Linked DNA regions of Sus scrofa: all the other regions are linked to region 3. A link is a contact called in public Hi-C, promoter capture Hi-C and targeted proximity ligation data. All regions are on one chromosome and are shown on one strand. The core of a region is the stretch at or near the end of the contact, and the rest is flanking DNA. Distances in the headings are between cores, read along the strand shown.

What was found. Promoter capture Hi-C pulls out the DNA fragments that hold promoters and counts their contacts. A called contact is a pair of places that touch in the nucleus more often than the background predicts.
Region 1: a contact with region 3 is called in a targeted proximity ligation map of alveolar macrophages. A contact is called at or near these places in 1 of 5 promoter capture datasets (fetal skeletal muscle) and 1 of 2 datasets of targeted methods (alveolar macrophages).
Region 2: a contact with region 3 is called in a Hi-C map of subcutaneous adipose tissue, with 2.3 times the contacts expected there. A contact is called at or near these places in 10 of 47 Hi-C or Micro-C datasets (embryonic fibroblasts, epiblast stem cells, fetal skeletal muscle and 6 more) and 1 of 2 datasets of targeted methods (skeletal muscle).
Region 4: a contact with region 3 is called in a promoter capture Hi-C map of fetal skeletal muscle, with 6 times the contacts expected there. A contact is called at or near these places in 3 of 5 promoter capture datasets (fetal liver, fetal skeletal muscle and liver), 22 of 47 Hi-C or Micro-C datasets (adipose tissue, alveolar macrophages, brain and 13 more) and 2 of 2 datasets of targeted methods (alveolar macrophages and skeletal muscle).

Annotation. Positions count from the first base shown.
Region 1 is chr4:96,004,661-96,008,612 of Sscrofa11.1, forward strand. S100A13 (protein S100-A13) reads left to right here and starts at 2,620. Exons shown (of 4, transcript XM_021089809.1): 1 at 2,620-2,720. The coding sequence starts at 2,713. S100A1 (protein S100-A1) reads right to left here. Exons shown (of 4, transcript XM_021089808.1): 4 at 2,366-2,697. The coding sequence ends at 2,554. It overlaps CHTOP (chromatin target of PRMT1), which reads right to left and starts at 954. Exons shown (of 6, transcript NM_001243268.1): 1 at 645-954.
Region 2 is chr4:96,110,174-96,114,319 of Sscrofa11.1, forward strand. No RefSeq gene overlaps it. Among named protein-coding and RNA genes, the nearest start is that of S100A6, 14 kb to the left of the region's middle.
Region 3 is chr4:95,696,936-95,700,777 of Sscrofa11.1, forward strand. It overlaps RPS27 (40S ribosomal protein S27), which reads right to left and starts at 2,546. Exons shown (of 4, transcript XM_003125735.3): 1 at 2,474-2,546; 2 at 2,053-2,161; 3 at 1,380-1,490; 4 at 934-1,019. The coding sequence starts at 2,479. The coding sequence ends at 991. NUP210L (nuclear pore membrane glycoprotein 210-like) reads left to right here. Exons shown (of 40, transcript XM_021089795.1): 39 at 1-63; 40 at 164-261. The coding sequence ends at 261.
Region 4 is chr4:95,977,882-95,982,153 of Sscrofa11.1, forward strand. ILF2 (interleukin enhancer-binding factor 2) reads left to right here and starts at 2,981. Exons shown (of 14, transcript XM_005663409.3): 1 at 2,981-3,107; 2 at 3,808-3,867; 3 at 4,084-4,126. The coding sequence starts at 3,103. TRNAM-CAU (a tRNA gene) reads right to left here and starts at 2,768; the gene lies at 2,697-2,768.

The DNA.
Region 1 (3,952 bases), core at 1,370-3,869, 310 kb after region 3:
ACAAAATACAGAAGCTTCGGCCCAAACCATTTAAAGCACAATCTCTGCTGGTGAGGTCTGGGGATCAGCAATTAGAAGGTGGTGCGGGGAGGGGGGGTGGTGTCTAACTTGCTGCTTCTCATGTGCAGCCAAAATTCAGAACCACTGCTCTAGAGAGATGATACAGGTTTACCAGTTTACAAATTGGCTTTCAACTCCAAAGTCTTGCAGGAACCTTAGCAAGGGACTGGGGACGTGGGGGAGGGATGGAGTAGGAAAGGTTTCCTAAATGGGCGTTCACCTGGGAGTTCGATCCCAGAGAGCACGCCACAAAATTTAACTCTACAGCTGCCAGTGCATTCTGACGTTCCCTAAAGCCGTGTAGTCCTCCTCTGAACTCCCATCTCAAAGCCCCGTCCGGGACCGCCAACGTTGCTCAACCCGCCCAGCAATGTTCCTTTCTATTCCTACCAAATCCCAACCTCCAGCAGCGAGTTTCCAGCTCGGGGCCTCCCCCGCCTCCCTCTCAGGGGCTCCGCCCCCTCCCGGGGCCTCCACTCCCCGACACCCAATCTGCTTCCACATCCCACCAGCTCCCACTCCACGACCGCCGGGCCCGGGCGCTCCCCAAGACTTTTGCCCTCCTTCTCACCACAGAAACGTACCGAAGGAAACGGACGCCAGTGCTCCTCCCGGGGTTGCCACCACGGCTGCGACAGGCTGGCCGGGGGCCGGCCGAACCTGAGTTGACGGTGGAGGGGCTCGGATTAACTTGGTGGGCGGTTGGTTGTATGTGTTAAACGGTAGAATGCTAGGTTAGTTCGTTGATGCTGGGTGGCTGTCCGGTCGGCCGGTTCGCCTGCTCGCCCGGCGTGCCCTTTCCTGCCTTTCACCACAGCCGCTGCCGCCAACTCCCGCTCGCTCTCCAAAACAAAATGGCCGCCACGCCCAGTGCGGAATGGGACCGGCTAAAATGGCGTCGACGCCATTACGTCAGACGTCAGGTCTGCGCACAGCGCAGGAGGCGGGAAAATTTGTGTTACGCCTGCGCGGGGGATGAGGCGGAGCTCCAGGGAAAAGGCGGGGCTTTAGGCTGTATTACACTCCGAGCCCCACCCGGGAAGGGGCGTGGCCAATATATTCTCTCTTGGGTTTTAAGGCGGCTGCAAGTTGGTGATTTGGGACGTTCAAGGCGGATTTGGTCCTCTTAAGAAAAGAAGTTCGTATTTCATTGCGGGTCCCTCCACCCCTAAAGCTAAGGCAGACCGACTAAAATTCTTTACGCGACATGACTCGGTCTTTCTTCCGAGAGCCACCGGGCCGGTGTAATTTGCGCTGGCTCCCCCCTCAGCATACGCCCCTTTTAGAGTTGTGGGTTGCCATAAACGCACCTGGGGACCAGTGCAGGGAGCACACCTCACTGGATCCTGCACCACGCACCACTGCCCGTCCATATTTTTCTCTTCACTTCCCTTCCCAATTTGGCCTGAAGATTGTTAAATTCTTATTTGGGGGAAGCTTTGCGTCCCCGCAACCTATTCCAATGTCTTCTCCCTCCATCTAGCTTCCATGTGGATTTTGATGCAGACCTATATGGCATTTTCCTTATACCTGGGCACACAATAAAAGGCTCAGATGGGAGTTCCCGTCGTGGCGCAGTGGTTAAGGAACCCAACTAGGAACCATGAGGTTGCGGGTTCGATCCCTAGCCTTGCTCAGTGGGTTAACGATCCGGCATTGCTGTGAGCTGTGGTGTAGGTTGCAGACGCGGCTCGGATCCAGCGTTGCTGTGGCTCTGGCGTAGGCCAGGTGGCTGCACCTCTGATTCAACCCCTAGCCTGGGAACCTCCATATGCCGTGGGAGCGGCCCAAGAAATAGCAAAAAAAGACCAAAAAAAAAAAAAGGCTCAGATGTTGGAAGAATGAGTGAATGAACATGTCCTCAGTTCCACCTCCACTCTCTTAAAGGCGCATGAGATCCTTTCATTTTCCTTCCTAGCATTTATACGTGTATGTTTAATGGTTTGGCACCCTTTACTGGACTTCACCTATGTGACAGTGAGGGTTGTGTTTGTTTTGCTCACTGCTGTATTCCCAGTTTCCACACAATGTCTAGCACGGGGTAGGTCTTCAGCACATATTCTTCGAAAGTTGAAGGGCAATTTTTCTGGCTTCAAAGCTGAAAAGCTGATGTCTCTGCCACTTCCAGCTGGAACCTTGAGCCTCTACCTTTCTGGGCCTTGAGCATTCCTTAAGTAGGAAGATGTAATGGTTCCTTGATCTTTCTCCAAAATAAGATCCCTCCCCAAATAAAGCAATTTGGGAGTGAACAGCCTTCACTTCCCCACCCATTTCCAAACCCTGAAGGACCAGAGACAGCAGCTGGTGGCTGGTGAGAGAGGAGCCTTTAATGAAAGATGAGTTGCAGGCCTGGCCCACTACTCTTGCGCCCCTGTTGGAGGGTAGGCAAGGGTGAGAAGGTGGGGAGGGAACAGCGGGATGAAGGGGAAGCAGGGTGAAGAGGCAGGTATGGCAGGGTGGAGGGGAAGGGCGCTGCCCAATGGGACCATCTGCTCAACTGTTCTCCCAGAAGAAGTTGTTACAGGCCACTGTGAGGGCAGCCACCAGCACCACGTACTCCTGGAAGTCCACCTCCCCATCTCCATTCTCGTCGAGCTCCTTCATCACCTTGTCCACAGCATCCGCATCCTTCTGGGCCTGTGAAGCGAAGAAATGGTGAGGTAGGTGGACAGGGAGATGAATATCACAGAGTCAGGGGCATGGGACTTGCTTGACTGGAGAGGAGGAGGCAGAGATGAGCAAGAGGGAGAATTATGTCTCATTATGAGACTTTTCTTTTTTTTTTTTTTTTTAGGGCCGCATCCATGGCATATGGAGGTTCCCAGGCTATCGACTGAACTGGAGCTGCAGCTGCCAGCCTACGCCACAGCCGCAGAAAACGCCACATCTGAGCCGCGTCTGTGACCTACAGCTCACTGCAACTCTGGATCCTTAACCCACTGAATGAGGCCAGGGATCGAACCCACATCCTCATGGCTACTAGTTGGGTTTGTTACTGCTGAGCCACAATGGGAACTGCTAATTATGGGACTCTTTCTGCCCTTCTCTAAACTAACAAGACACTTGTGGTTTCCTGTTGCCTACAGATCAGCTCCTTAACAGGGCAGAGTAATAAAAACAATTCCCATATGTTGAGTGCCTACAATGTGACAAGCACTGCACCAGGAGCTTTACAAGTATTGTCTAATTTAATTCTAACACACATAGCATGAACTAGGCTTCATTATTCCCACTCTAGAGAAGAAAGAAATTGACAGTTGGTGGTTAAATAACGTGCCCAAAGTCACACAGCAAGAAAGTGGCAGCACCAGAATTTGAATCCCGTTCTCATGAAATCTCAGCGCTGGTACACTTTCGACTGGCTTCTCCTTTTCTGCATCCTTCAGTCAAAACTACCGAGCATGCTTCATCTTCTTTCTCCCATGCCCTTGTTCAGATACTGTACCTTCTCCTAAAATGTCTGCATTTGCCCTAATCTTCCCGTGGAAATCTCTGGCTCAAGTGCCCCCTCTTTGGAGAAGCCATCCCACTTCAGTCCGGTTAATGTTCTCCCGTAGTCATTTCTGGCATCTCTGTTAAGGTCCTGGGTGCTTCCTGAGATTCAAGATTCACTTTCTTTTCTTTTTTCTTTATTATTATTTTTTAAAATTTAGGGCCGAACTTGCGGCACATGGAAATTCCCAGGCTAGGGGTTGAATCATAGCTACAGCTGCTGGCCTCCGTCACAGCCACAGCAACTCAGGATCCGAGCTGTGTTGTCTGTGACCTACACCACAGCTGACGGCAGTGCTGGCTCCTTAACCCATTGAGTGAGGCCAGGGATTGAAACCTGCGTCCTCGAGGTTACTAGGTGGGTTCTTTCCTGCTGAGTCCCAATGGGAACTCCCAAGAT
Region 2 (4,146 bases), core at 453-2,952, 410 kb after region 3:
ACCGGGAGTTCCCGTTGTGGCACAGTGGAAGCAAATCCAACTAGGAACCATGAGGTTGTGGGTTCAATCCCTGGTCTTTCTCAGTGGGTTAAGGATCCAGCATTGCTGTGAGCTGTGGCATAGGACTCAGACTTGGCTCCGATCCTGTGTGGCTGTGCCTGTGGTGTAGGCTGGTGGCTGTAGCTCTGATTTGACCCCTAGCCTGGGAACCTCCATATGCCTCGGGTGCAGCCCTAAAAAGGACAAAAATAATATTAATATTTTGGTACCTAAAAATTAGGCAATATACCAAAATACTGAAATACAGGCATTGTAATCACTTCTTCTTTTTTTTTGTCTTTTTCTCTTTTTTCTAGGGCTGCACCTGCGGCATATGGAGGTTCCCAGGCTAGGGGTCTAATTGGAGCTATAGCTGCCAGCCTAAGCCACAGCCACAGCAACACATGGGATCCGAGCTGCCTCTGTGACCCACACCACAGCTCACGGCAATGCTGGATCCTTAACCCACTGAGCAAGGCCAGGGATCCAACCTGCAAACTCATGGTTCCTAGTTGGATTCGTTAACCACTGAGCCATGAGGGAACCCCTGTAATCACTTATTCTTTAAACCAGAGAGCAAACAATCAAATTCTCAACCAAGCAGGAAGGTCCTGTGCCAGCTCTTACTCTCTCAGGGGAGGGAAGACAAGCTTTGCTTCAAGGAATGAGTCAAAACTCTTTTTTTTTTTTAGGGCTGCACCTGTGGCATATGGAGGTTCCCAGGCTAGGGGTTGAATTGGAACTATTGCTGCCAGCCTACGCCACAGACAGAGCAACGGGGGATCTGAGCCTCGTCTGTGAACTATATCACAGCTCAAGGCAATGCTGGATCCTTAACCCACTGAGCGATGCCAGGGATTGAATCCACAACCTCATGGTTCCTAGTCGGATTCGCTTCCACTGCACCTCAAAGCTCTTTTTAATGCGTCCCCCTCCCTCACAAAAAACCCCCAAACCTTTCTGTTTTCTGACCAAATCTTCCTACAAGTGCGTAGTTTCTATTTTAAGAAGATGTATAGTTCCCTCCTGCTGATGTTTAGCATTTGCTATTGTCCCTTAACTTTGGACATAAAGATGGTTTCCGTCCATTCCTTTTCCCAGTTACAGATTACCGGTGGTAAATATATTCACAAATGCAGTCCTAGCTTGTGAGTTACTCTCAAGAGTGGAAATTATTACCAGATCAGAATCAGTTCTGGGACCTCACATCCAGCTCTGGCTTGATATTTTGTGTTCTGAGAAATGTCCTTGCTCGCAGCTCAGAGCCACAGTGTTACTTTAGGAACACACAAAATTATGATCCAAAACGTGATCAGGAAAATTACTGAGTTTGGTAAGTAAAAACCTCTTTCATCTAGGAAGAGCCTTTAAAAAAACGTGTGTGTGTGTGTGTGTGTGTGTGTGTGTGTGTGTGTGTGTGTGTGTTGTGTGGTATGTGTGCGCGCACGTGTGCGTATTTCCCTGAATTTGGAGGAAAAACCGTACCCCCTTTCTCTTTGGACCTCTTATCTGAGGCCAGGATGGAGCCCATGGGATCAGGCTGTGCCAGGGTCTGGAACCTGGCCGGCTTTCCTTTTCACCACGTGGCAGGAGAGGGCTGAGCAGCCTTGTGACTGTCCAATCACTGGTCCTTTGGTGCCCCCTGCTGACCATTCAGTCCCCACTCGAGTCCCTGCCTACCGGAGACGCCTAAAAGGTCTGGGGTGGTGGGATTGCCGAAGCATTGCCTGGAAGAACCTCGTGACCAGAGGCTTGGATGAGAGCTGGCTGGACCATACATCAGACCCCATCTTCTCCTCTTTAGGGCTGAGCCACACAGCCCTGCTGGTGGCAGCCCTACCATAAGGAAAAATGAGTTAAACCCAGTTTGTCTTTCACATTGCTGTTACATTTGTCTTTCTGGCAAACAAAGCTGGTTCTGCAGCTTTAAATCCTATATTGACTTCCGCCATGGACTGAATCATTGTTCCCCCCAAATTCATATGTTGATCCCCAATGTACTAGTATTTAGAAGTTGGGGCCTTTGGGAGAGGTAATTGGGTTTGGACGAGGTCATGGGGGTGGAAACCTCAGGAAGGGATTGGTGCCCTTATAAGGACGCCCTCTGCTGGTAGAAAGGAGACTGTGCACAACACTGGACAAGTGCCCAGGTCTCTCTGCTCCTGCTGCTGGGGCAGCCAGCTTCTTGCCAGGAGAGTTTGGGTGTCCACAGGATGCAGCCCAAGCCCTGCGTGGTTCTCACTGGGGTTAAGGTGAAGGGGAAGTGCCTTGCCCTCCCCTCCATGGGGATGATGTGGGGATCAAACAGCAGCCCTGCCAACACCCTGCCTCACTCCCAGGGATAGGTAGGGACACTGTGTTTTTGGTCCACCTCCTTCCCAAAAAGTTCTCCATAGCTGGTCAAGAGCCTCTCTTCAGTAGGTGTAGAGACTTAAGCCCTTGTCCTCTGCTTTGGGGCCACAGCAAAAAGGGAGACAATTGAAAAAGTTCCTTTTTTTTTTGGTCTTTTTGCCTTTTCTAGGGCCGCTCCTAGGGCATATGGAGGTTCCCAGGCTAGGGGTCCAATCAGAGCTGTAGCTTCAGCCTGCACCACAGTCACAGCAACAGGGGATCTGAGCCGCGTCTGCAACCTACAACACAGCTCACGGCAACGCCAGATCCTTAACCCACTGAGCAAGGCCACGGATCGAACCTGCAACCTCATAGTTCCTAGTCAGATTCGTTAACCTCTGAGCCACGACGGGAACTCCTTGAAAAAGTTCTTTTTAAGCATCCTATTATGTCGGGGGTTGTTGGACAACAGTCAGCATAGAGGCTGCAGAGAACAAAGAATTTTGTTTGGGCTCTTAGGAATTGCAATTTGTGGAGTTCCCATCATGGCTCAGTGGTTAACGAGCCCGACTAGAATCCATGAGGATGCAGGTTCAATCCCTGGCCTTGCTCAGTTGATTAAGGATCTGGCATTGCCGTGAGCTGTGGTGTAGGTTGCAGATGTGGCTCGAATCTGGTGTTGCTGTGGCTGTGGCATAGGCCGGTGGCTACAGCTCCGATTAGACCCCTAGTCTGGGAACCTCCATATGCCAAGGGTGCGGCCCTAAAAAGACAAAAGACAAAAAAAAAAAAAAAAGAATTGCAATTTGGGAGACATAGCTTTGGGTCAAACCAAAAGAATGTTCTGGGGAAGAGACAGTCAGAGGCCACAAAGACAAAAACCACAGGCTATCCTCTGACCCAAGGAAGGAAATATTTTTCCTTATGGATAGGCTGTCACGAGTTATTTTAGGGTAAGGGTCTGATAAGTATCTTGAGTTTCTGGAACGCTGGGCCGATGTTCTAGATGTCTTTGTTAAGACCATGAGTGGTCAAAAGGTCAGACTCCATCTGGGCTGAGGCGAGCAAATGGCTCACTTCCCTGATGGCCTCCCAGCTCCGTTTCAGAGAGCTCTCTACACAGCACCACCTCCAGGGTTTGTGGGATGAGTAAAGGCATGGCCAGGGGGCTGGCCGCGATGGGCCATGAGGTGGCAGGAGGGCAGCCAGGGGTCCCAGCTCGGGGTCCCCAGAGTAGACTTGGACTTGGACGCTGGCTCTCATTTCGTGGCTGTGTGTTTTTGGGAAAGCTATGAATTATCTCTACAGCTGGCTCATCTCTAAAATAGGGATAATGGTTGGAGTTCCCATCATGGCGCAGCGGAAACGAATCCGACTAGGAACCATGAGGTTGCGGGTTTGATCCCCGGCCTTGCTCAGTGGGTTAAGGATGCAGAGTTGCTGTGAGCTGTGGTGTAGGTTGCAGACACGGCTCAGATCCTGTGTTGCTGTGGCTGTGGTGTAGGCTGGCAGCTGAAACTCCAACCTGACCCCTAGCCTGGGAACCTCCATATACTGTGGGCATGGCCCCTAAAAAAAAAAAAAAAAAAGGTTAATGGTAGAACCCACCATACAGGTTAGGATTAATGAGATGATGTAGACGCGTGTCTGGTGTTTGACCGCAGGAGAGACTTCCCTCTGATCAAGCCTTCCCTGTTGGGGTTACTGTTCCTCAAAGGTCAGGGGGGGCTGCACCAGCTGGGGGGCGGAGCTCAGGCTTCAGGCTCGGCTGGAAGC
Region 3 (3,842 bases), core at 1,296-3,795:
TCCTCAAGAAGATACAGACAGTTCCAGTTGTTTACGTACCAACTCTAGGAACATCACAGTCAGGTAAAAAAATTACTATTATTTTTATTTTTGAAAAGCTCAGATATCACCCTCTTTCACTTTATTCACCCTTCATCAATTTTTCTTCCTCCTTCACTTCTAGGTTCTTACACATACACACGTTCTCCCCCTCCCTTCGTGAGTCCACAACCCCCACCATCCCAGAGGCTACAACATTGGCTTTGGAGTATAAGGCACTAACCTCTGCTCGGACAAGTCTCCTTTAAGTGTTGAGGACTGGAGATTTCTAGCCCTAGACCAGAAGCCAAGCAGCAATCTCTATACTCATAAGCCTCCTAACAAGGCTTCTGAGAACTGTGAATAAAAGATCCTAAGCTGTTTGCTATTAAAATGGTGTGTGGATTACATTTTACTTTTTTTTTTTTTTAAGAGCTGCACCTGAAGCATATGGACGTTCCCAGGCTAGAGGTCTAATCAGAGCTACAGCTGCCGGCCTACACCACAGCCACATCAGATCCGAGCCACATTTTCGAACTACACCACAGGTCACGGCAATGCTGGATCCTTAACCCACCAAGTGAGGCAAGGGATGGAACCCGCATCCTCATTGTCCCTAGTCGGATTCATTTCCGATGTGCCACGATGGGTCCTCCCCACTGCGATTGGGTTTTAAAGATCAACTGTCAATTTTTAATTCTAAACAAACATAAAAGTGAAAGCAAATACCCTATTTACATACTATCCCAGTTTTTAATCAAACTGCAGATTTACCCAATGAGCCTAGGGATAGAAATACCCCAAACGGACTTGGCCACTTACTTGCCCCAAATGACTCTAGACTCCACTCTTCTGGATGCCCCTGAATACGTGAGGTAGGAACTTCCTAGCAGTAAAACAAGACAATAAACAGGATGTATCCAAAACGTGTTTATTGGGATCATTTCCCATTCATCTTGACTCAGGGTGCTTTTAGTGCTGCTTCCGTCTGAAGGAGCATCCTGGAAGAAAAAAGGTCGTTAAGAATAACTGACAGCAGCCTCCTTACCCTGCTGAAGCCCCACAAAGTGATCTATGATACCAACAGGAAAGCTACATGTTATTTTTCTCAACTCCTTCAGTTCCTACGTAGTCACTGAAAGACCCTATTATCAGCTCTGCTTGTATGAAGCCCCTTTTATCACCCATCCACCCCAGCTTGAGACAGTAGCGTTCTGAGATTTAGAGCTTTCTAATAATGCTTCTGGAAGGAAAAAAAAAAAAAAAAAAGACTATCAAACCCAACCCTCTTGATGAGACATTATACATGATCTCTCTTAAAATTCAAACCTCAAAATCCTAACACTGATTAAACCATTTACCTTCTGTAAGCCTTGCTTTTCCTCCTGTAGGCTGGCAGAGGACAGTAGAGCAGCCAACACACAAAACTACTGTTTGTGCATGGCTAAAGACGGTGGTGATTTTATAGCATCCTGGGGAAAAAACCAAATTAGTTATTTTACTTTCTCCATCTTTTCTTCACCTAAACGTACGCTGTCCTGTATCAACTGTAAGATCAGAACGTTATGTAATTGCCGAAATTCACTTTCCCATTCTAAACTTGATTACCTAGCTCCACATATACATTAAAGCCAACTCGGAAGCTTCCTGGACTACCTGCCCCCATCGATGTTTTTTTTGTCACTAACATATAATATAAACATTACCATCATCCCACAGCCTGAAGAGGAAAGGAGTGAAATCAAAGATTATTGAAAAGTCAAAAAACAGAGAATCCTCTACTTGAACGGGAAGGACGCTCAGTAACTGTACCTTGCATCCAGGTACAAGTACAAAAATGACCACAGCAGAAACCCAACCTATCATCCCAGTGTCTCCTACTTTGCAGATGAAGTTTTGAAAAGAAACTACTCTGGGTCACTTCTACACTGCAAAATTCTTACTCATCTCACACCTTCAACTTTCAAGAAATGGGACCTTTTTGCAATTCTTGGGCTCCAACGCTTCCCCCACTCCTACAAGCTATCTCCTCACCTGGGCATTTCACATCCATGAAATAGGAATTGGGGCTCTGCACCAGGCGCTTCTTCTTGTGTTTCCTCTTCTCCTCTTCTGGAGAGGGATGAAGGAGATCCTTTGCGAGCTACGAGAAGTAGAAATGCAGAGATTTAGAAACCAACGGCGAACACGGAATGATGAAAACAGCCTCCGCTGCCACACACCGGGGAGAGCTCGCCCCTCGCCGCCCCTGGTGTCTGCGCAGCTGGGCCGCCATCTTATCTCCTCTCCGCTCCCGTCTATGCAGGGGACCCCGCGGGCCTCCGCGGTCCCCGTAGTTAATGTCCTGGGAAGCGCGAAGGGCAAATGAGTGCCCTCTGCGATCCGAAATCAGCGTGAGGGGAGCGTGCGGACAGAAGAGCGAGATCTCCGCCGAAACCTGGACCAAGAGACTCACAGGCATGTTCTCGAAGGGACGTCGTCACCGCCGGAAAGGAGCGAAGGCGGAAATCCTGCTCCTTATATCCACCGTCCTGCAGGAAGTGACGCATGGGCCTTCGGCCGCCATGTTGGGAAGGACTTTTTCTCACCGTCTGCACGCGGTGGAAAGAGCAGGGGGCTGCCATTTTTGGAAGGTCTCTAAATGAGAGACATAGGAGTGGCCACGTTCAGAGTGTGAGCTGGAGCTCCCAGAAGTTCAGTGTCCCCTCCTCTTTCGAGGTGTAAATGGACAATTTTATTTTATTTTATTTATTTATTTTATTTTTTGTCTTTTTTCTATTTCTTGGGCCGCTCCCGCGGCATATGGAGGTTCCCAGGCTAGGGGTCGAATCGGAGCTGTAGCCACTGGCCTACGCCAGAGCCACAGCAACGCGGGATCTGAGCCGCGTCTGCAACCTACACCACAGCTCATGGCAATGCCGGATCCTTAACCCACTGAGCGAGGCCAGGGAGCGAACCCACAACCTCATGGTTCCCAGTCGGATTTGTTAACCACTGCGCCACGATGGGAACTCCTAAATGGACAATTTTAAAACTTGGTGCTGCGCTTTGACAATAGGAGCTCTTTAGGGAAACAGCGAGACTGAGCCATGTCTGGAACTTCTTAAATTTCTTTGCCTTTTTTCAATAAGTTTAATTTACCTTTTTTTTTTTTTTTGTCTTTTTGCTGTTTCTTGGGCCGCTCGCACGGTATATGGAGTTTACCAGGCTAGGGGTCTAATCGGAGCTGTAGCCACCGGCCTACACCAGAACCACAGCAACGTGGGGTCCGAGCCATGTCTGCAACCTAAACCACAGCTCCCGGCAACGACGGATCCTTAACCCACTGAGCAAGGCTAGGGACCGAACCCTCAACCTCATGGTTCCTAGTCGGATTTATTAACCACTGCGCCACGAGGGGAACTCCTAATTTGCCCATTTTTAACAACTCAGAAATGTAAAAATTTACAGAAATGTAAAAAAAAAAAGAATCCATCAAAACGATATGGTACTGGCACAAAGTCAGAAATATAGATCAGTGGAACAGGATAGAAAGCCCAGAATTAAACCCACACACCTACAGCCAACTAATCTATGACAAAGGAGGCAAGGATATGCAATGGAGAAAGGACACCTTGTTCAGTAAGTGGTGCTGGGGAAACTGGACAGCCACATGGAAAAGAATGAAATTAGCTCACTCCCTAACACCATACACAAAAATAAACTCCAAATGGACTAAAGACCTAGATATAAGACCAGACACTATCAAACTCTTAAAGGAAAACATAGGCCAAACACTCTCTGACATAAGCGACTGCAACATCTCCTCAGATCCACCTATCAGA
Region 4 (4,272 bases), core at 1,731-4,230, 280 kb after region 3:
CATAAAAAAAGAAAAAAAGAAGGAGTTCCCCTCGTGGCTCAGCAGAAATGAATCTGACTAGTATCCATGAACACGAAGGTTTGATCCCTGGCTTCGCTCAGTGGGTTAAGGATCTGGTGTTGTTGCCTTAAGCTTTGGTGCAGACGCTCCTCAGATCTGGCATTGCTATGGCTGTGGTGTAGGCCAGCAGCTACAGCTCTGATTGGACCCCTAGCCTGTGAAGCTCCATATGCCCATGGGTATGGGTCTAAAAAGACAAAAAAAAAAAAAAAAAAAAAAAGAAAGAAAAAGAAAAAGAGGATTGATGACCTTCAAAGGAGCAACCATTTGTTCAACATTTTTTTTTCACAGCAAAAATGGAAACCATACACAGTAAAATAATATTGTAAATGTACTAGATGAAAAATAACTTCCAATCCAGAATTCCATATCCAGAGAAAATGTCCTTCAAAAACAAAGGTAAAACAAAGATGTATTCAGAAAAAACAAAACGAAGATGGCCACCAGCAGAAGGGTACTAATTCTAAAGCAGAAGGAATATTCCAGATAAATGTTGGGGATACAGGAGGGAATAAAGAGCATTAAAAACTGGTAGACTTCAGCCTGGCAGCTACAGCTCTGATTGGACCCTTAGCCTGGGGTGCTCCAAATGCCGTGGGTGCAGCCCTAAAAAGTCAGAAAAAACAAAACAGGAGTTCCCATCATGGCTCAGTGGTTAACGAATATGACTAGGAACCATGAGGTTGCGGGTTTGATCCCTGGCCTCGCTCAGCGGATTGAGGATCCGGCGTTGCCGCCGTATGTCGGTCGCAGACATAGCTCGGATCCCACATTGCTGTGGCTGTGGCTGTGACTGGCAGCTATAGCTCTGATTCAACCCCTAGCCCGGGAACCGCCATATGCTGCGGGTGTGGCCTTAGAAAAGACAAAACAAAGAGACAAACACACACAAAAAAACCTTAAAAATAAAACAAACTGGCACACCTCAATGACCGTTAGTTTAATTAATAAGTAAGGCTAAGGGTCAAGTCGGAGCTACAGCTGCCAGCTTGCGCCACAGCCACGTGGGATCTGAGTCATGTCTGCAACCCACACCACAGCTCTCAGAAACACAGGAGCTAACTGACTGAGCGGAGCCAGGGGTCCAAAACCCACATTCTCATGTTTACTGGTTGGATTTATTTCCACTGAGCCACAACCGGAAGCCCAAGTATTAATATCTAGTGGGACTGAATATATATGCAATTTAAATTTTGTAAACATATACAGCTACACTTACCCCTCTGCAATGAAGAGGAACAATTGCATCTACTGCAAGAATCTTGTACAAAAATGATCATAGCGGCTTTATTCATAATGTCTCCAAACTGGAAACGACCCAGATGTGTTTGCCGGTGGCTCAGCCTGTTGGAGGTCTGAACTCATCAACAGAAGAATGGATAAACAAACAGTGGAATATTTATGCAATGGAATGCTACTCATAAATAAAAAGGAGGAGTGGTTAAGGATCCCACATTGACACTCCTGTCAGTCTCGTCACTGCTGCGGCTTGGGTTTAATCCCTGGCCTGGGAACTTCCGCATGCCCTGTGGGGCTAAAATAAATAAACAAGTAAAAAGGAACAAATTGCTGATAAATGCAGAAACATGGAAAAATTTTGAAATGTGCCAAGCAAAAGAAGCCAGAGGAAAAAGAACACATAGGCTGTGAGTCCATTTATGTGAAGAGCAGACGAAACCAATCTACAATAAGAGAAATTGGAATAGTGTTTGCCTCCAGGGGGAGAGCAAAGGCGTATAAGCCAAATTTGTCAGGTGCTAAAAATATTCTTTATGTTAATCTATGCGGTGATTACAAGGGCAGAATACATTATTCAAAAATATTGGAGCTGTAGATTTAAGATCTGTGCATTTTGCTGTAGTAAATAATACGTCAATGTAATACTTAAAAGTTACACAATAGTATATATAATTCTAGAGTCAGTGTGGTAAATTGAATTAAATTACTCCTGCATTTTTCACGAGGAGGGTAAAATTAGACTCTGCCCTTTCAAGGAGGCACGAAATTTTTAGGGTAACCACTGAGGGAGCAGAAAAAGTGCGTAACTTTCTATTGACAGAGGCAGGGAAGGAATAATAAATATTAGTCAGTGAAAAAGAAGGCAAGAAGAGGGAGAAACAGGACAAAGAGCAACTTGTAATATGATTGATTTAAATGCAACAGCAGTTTATCCTTATATGTGGCTGTGAAGCTTCGTTTAAGAGTAAAATCCACCAGGGAGGTTGCCGAGTGAGGAAAGGAGAAATGAGGGGATACTGGGCAAGAGGGATGGGTCTGGTCTTTTTCTCCAGTCATTTCCGTTGTTCTCTTCATCTGAACTCTCTTTCCTGAGGCTGTCTCAGTTTGCCTTCTAGCCCCTCCACATCAGTATTTCTCCTCTCCGATTCAATTATTATATTCAAATCCGCTTCTCCTGCCTCAAGTTTCTAGTCTCTGTGAACTACATCCAGACGTGTAGTCATAGTTGCCTAAGTCCCTTCCTATTCCATTTCGCCTGCTTGCGCCATTTGCCTGCTTTTGGCAAAAATTAGCTTCTAAGGAGGAAAACATAGGAGTGCGGTATTTACATCTACTAGAAAAACAAGAGTTTCTGTCCTGGAGTGGGAAGGAGGGGGGAAAAGAAAGAAAAGCTCTCCTAGCAGAGGATGGTTTCGATCCATCGACCTCTGGGTTATGGGCCCAGCACGCTTCCGCTGCGCCACTCTGCTAGCTCGGCAAGATATTTTTCAAAAATCGTATAGAAAGTTCTCTGAGTGTTAGCCAACCTGATTGCTCTACACCATGCCCCCTGGTGTCCGTAAAAAAAAGTCTTTCCTGTCAAGTCCTTTCTTATTGGCTGGTCCCTGACATAGTAGGGGCTTTTTATTGGTTCATAAACCCGGTTTGCTGAAGTGAACCAATAGGCATAAGTGGTGCAGAACGGCGGGAGCCAATCACGCCGGGGTTTGTTGGCATACGCCGGCAAGCCGCCTCTCCAGTTGAGGGCTTCTCGGAGGAAAGGGGCGGTTGGTGTGGCCTCCATTGTTCGGACTTTGGGACGCCATGAGGTAAGGGTCGTGGGGTGCTCTGGAAGGGTTTCGAGTATTCGACCAAAAACTTTGGGTACGCGGGCTGAAAGGACTCGGAGGTCTTGAAGGGCCGTGTATCTGGGGGCTGCACGGAAATCTGAGAACTCCCGCTTGGGAGCGTGGGGGAAGTCGGGGGCCGCGGAGGCGGGGAAACGTGGGCCAGGGATGGGGGTGGGGCCCAGGCAAGGGGAAGCGGGAGCGGGGGCGGTTAGATGAGGGGCTGTCCTCACCTCCCAGGAGGACCACCTCCCCACCCCGACCACCATCTAGACTGAGAAGGCTTGAACGTGCCTCGTTCATACTCCAGGCTAAGTGCTTGACGTATAGGGTTGCCGTTAGATGCTTTTACTAGTTACGAATAAATGAGCAATCTCGTTAGTCTCTGAAGTATTAGGGCTGGCGCGCCCCGGGAATTATGGGGCATTTCTTGTAGGGCTCACTGAACCTCGTCAGTATTTGATGTGATTAAATTACCCAGAAGGAGGCGGTCTTGGGGGTTGAGGCTGGGCGCTTGGGACGGATGGAGAGCAAGTGTTGTCAGTGGGAATGGGATCTCTTAGCTTCCAAACGGAAGTTCACGGAGATGGCGGTAAGCGAACTTGAAATCATATGGCCGGTATGGTGGAGGTCGTTTCAACGCGGTGAGAACCAAGTTAAAAATGTATTTATGCATTTCTAGGGGGGACAGAGGCCGTGGTCGTGGCGGGCGCTTTGGTTCCAGAGGAGGCCCAGGAGGAGGGTGAGTGCCAGTTTTTAGCATCTCTGCACACTTAGTTTCCATTTCAGTCACCTAAATGGGGTGTTTGGAGCGGACTAATCTTACCTGCTTTTGTGAGCTCCAGCTGTGGTTTAGAAGCATTCTTTCCGTGCTCTCCTAAATGAGAGTTCTGGCCCCTTTATGCTAAAACCACTTGATTTCTGTGGTGAATAATTTGACTTGTTTTTCATTTTTTAGGTTCAGGCCGTTTGTGCCACATATCCCATTTGATTTCTATTTGGTGAGTACCTTGACCGCAGTTCACTTGTTTCCTGGAGCCTAGGGTCTCCCTGTTAATAAAGTCAAATGGTGGTTGGAGTAGGAAAGGGGGTTAGTGAGTGGGATTGGGTTTTGAGTCAGCCTGTATTGCTTTACATACAAAAGCAG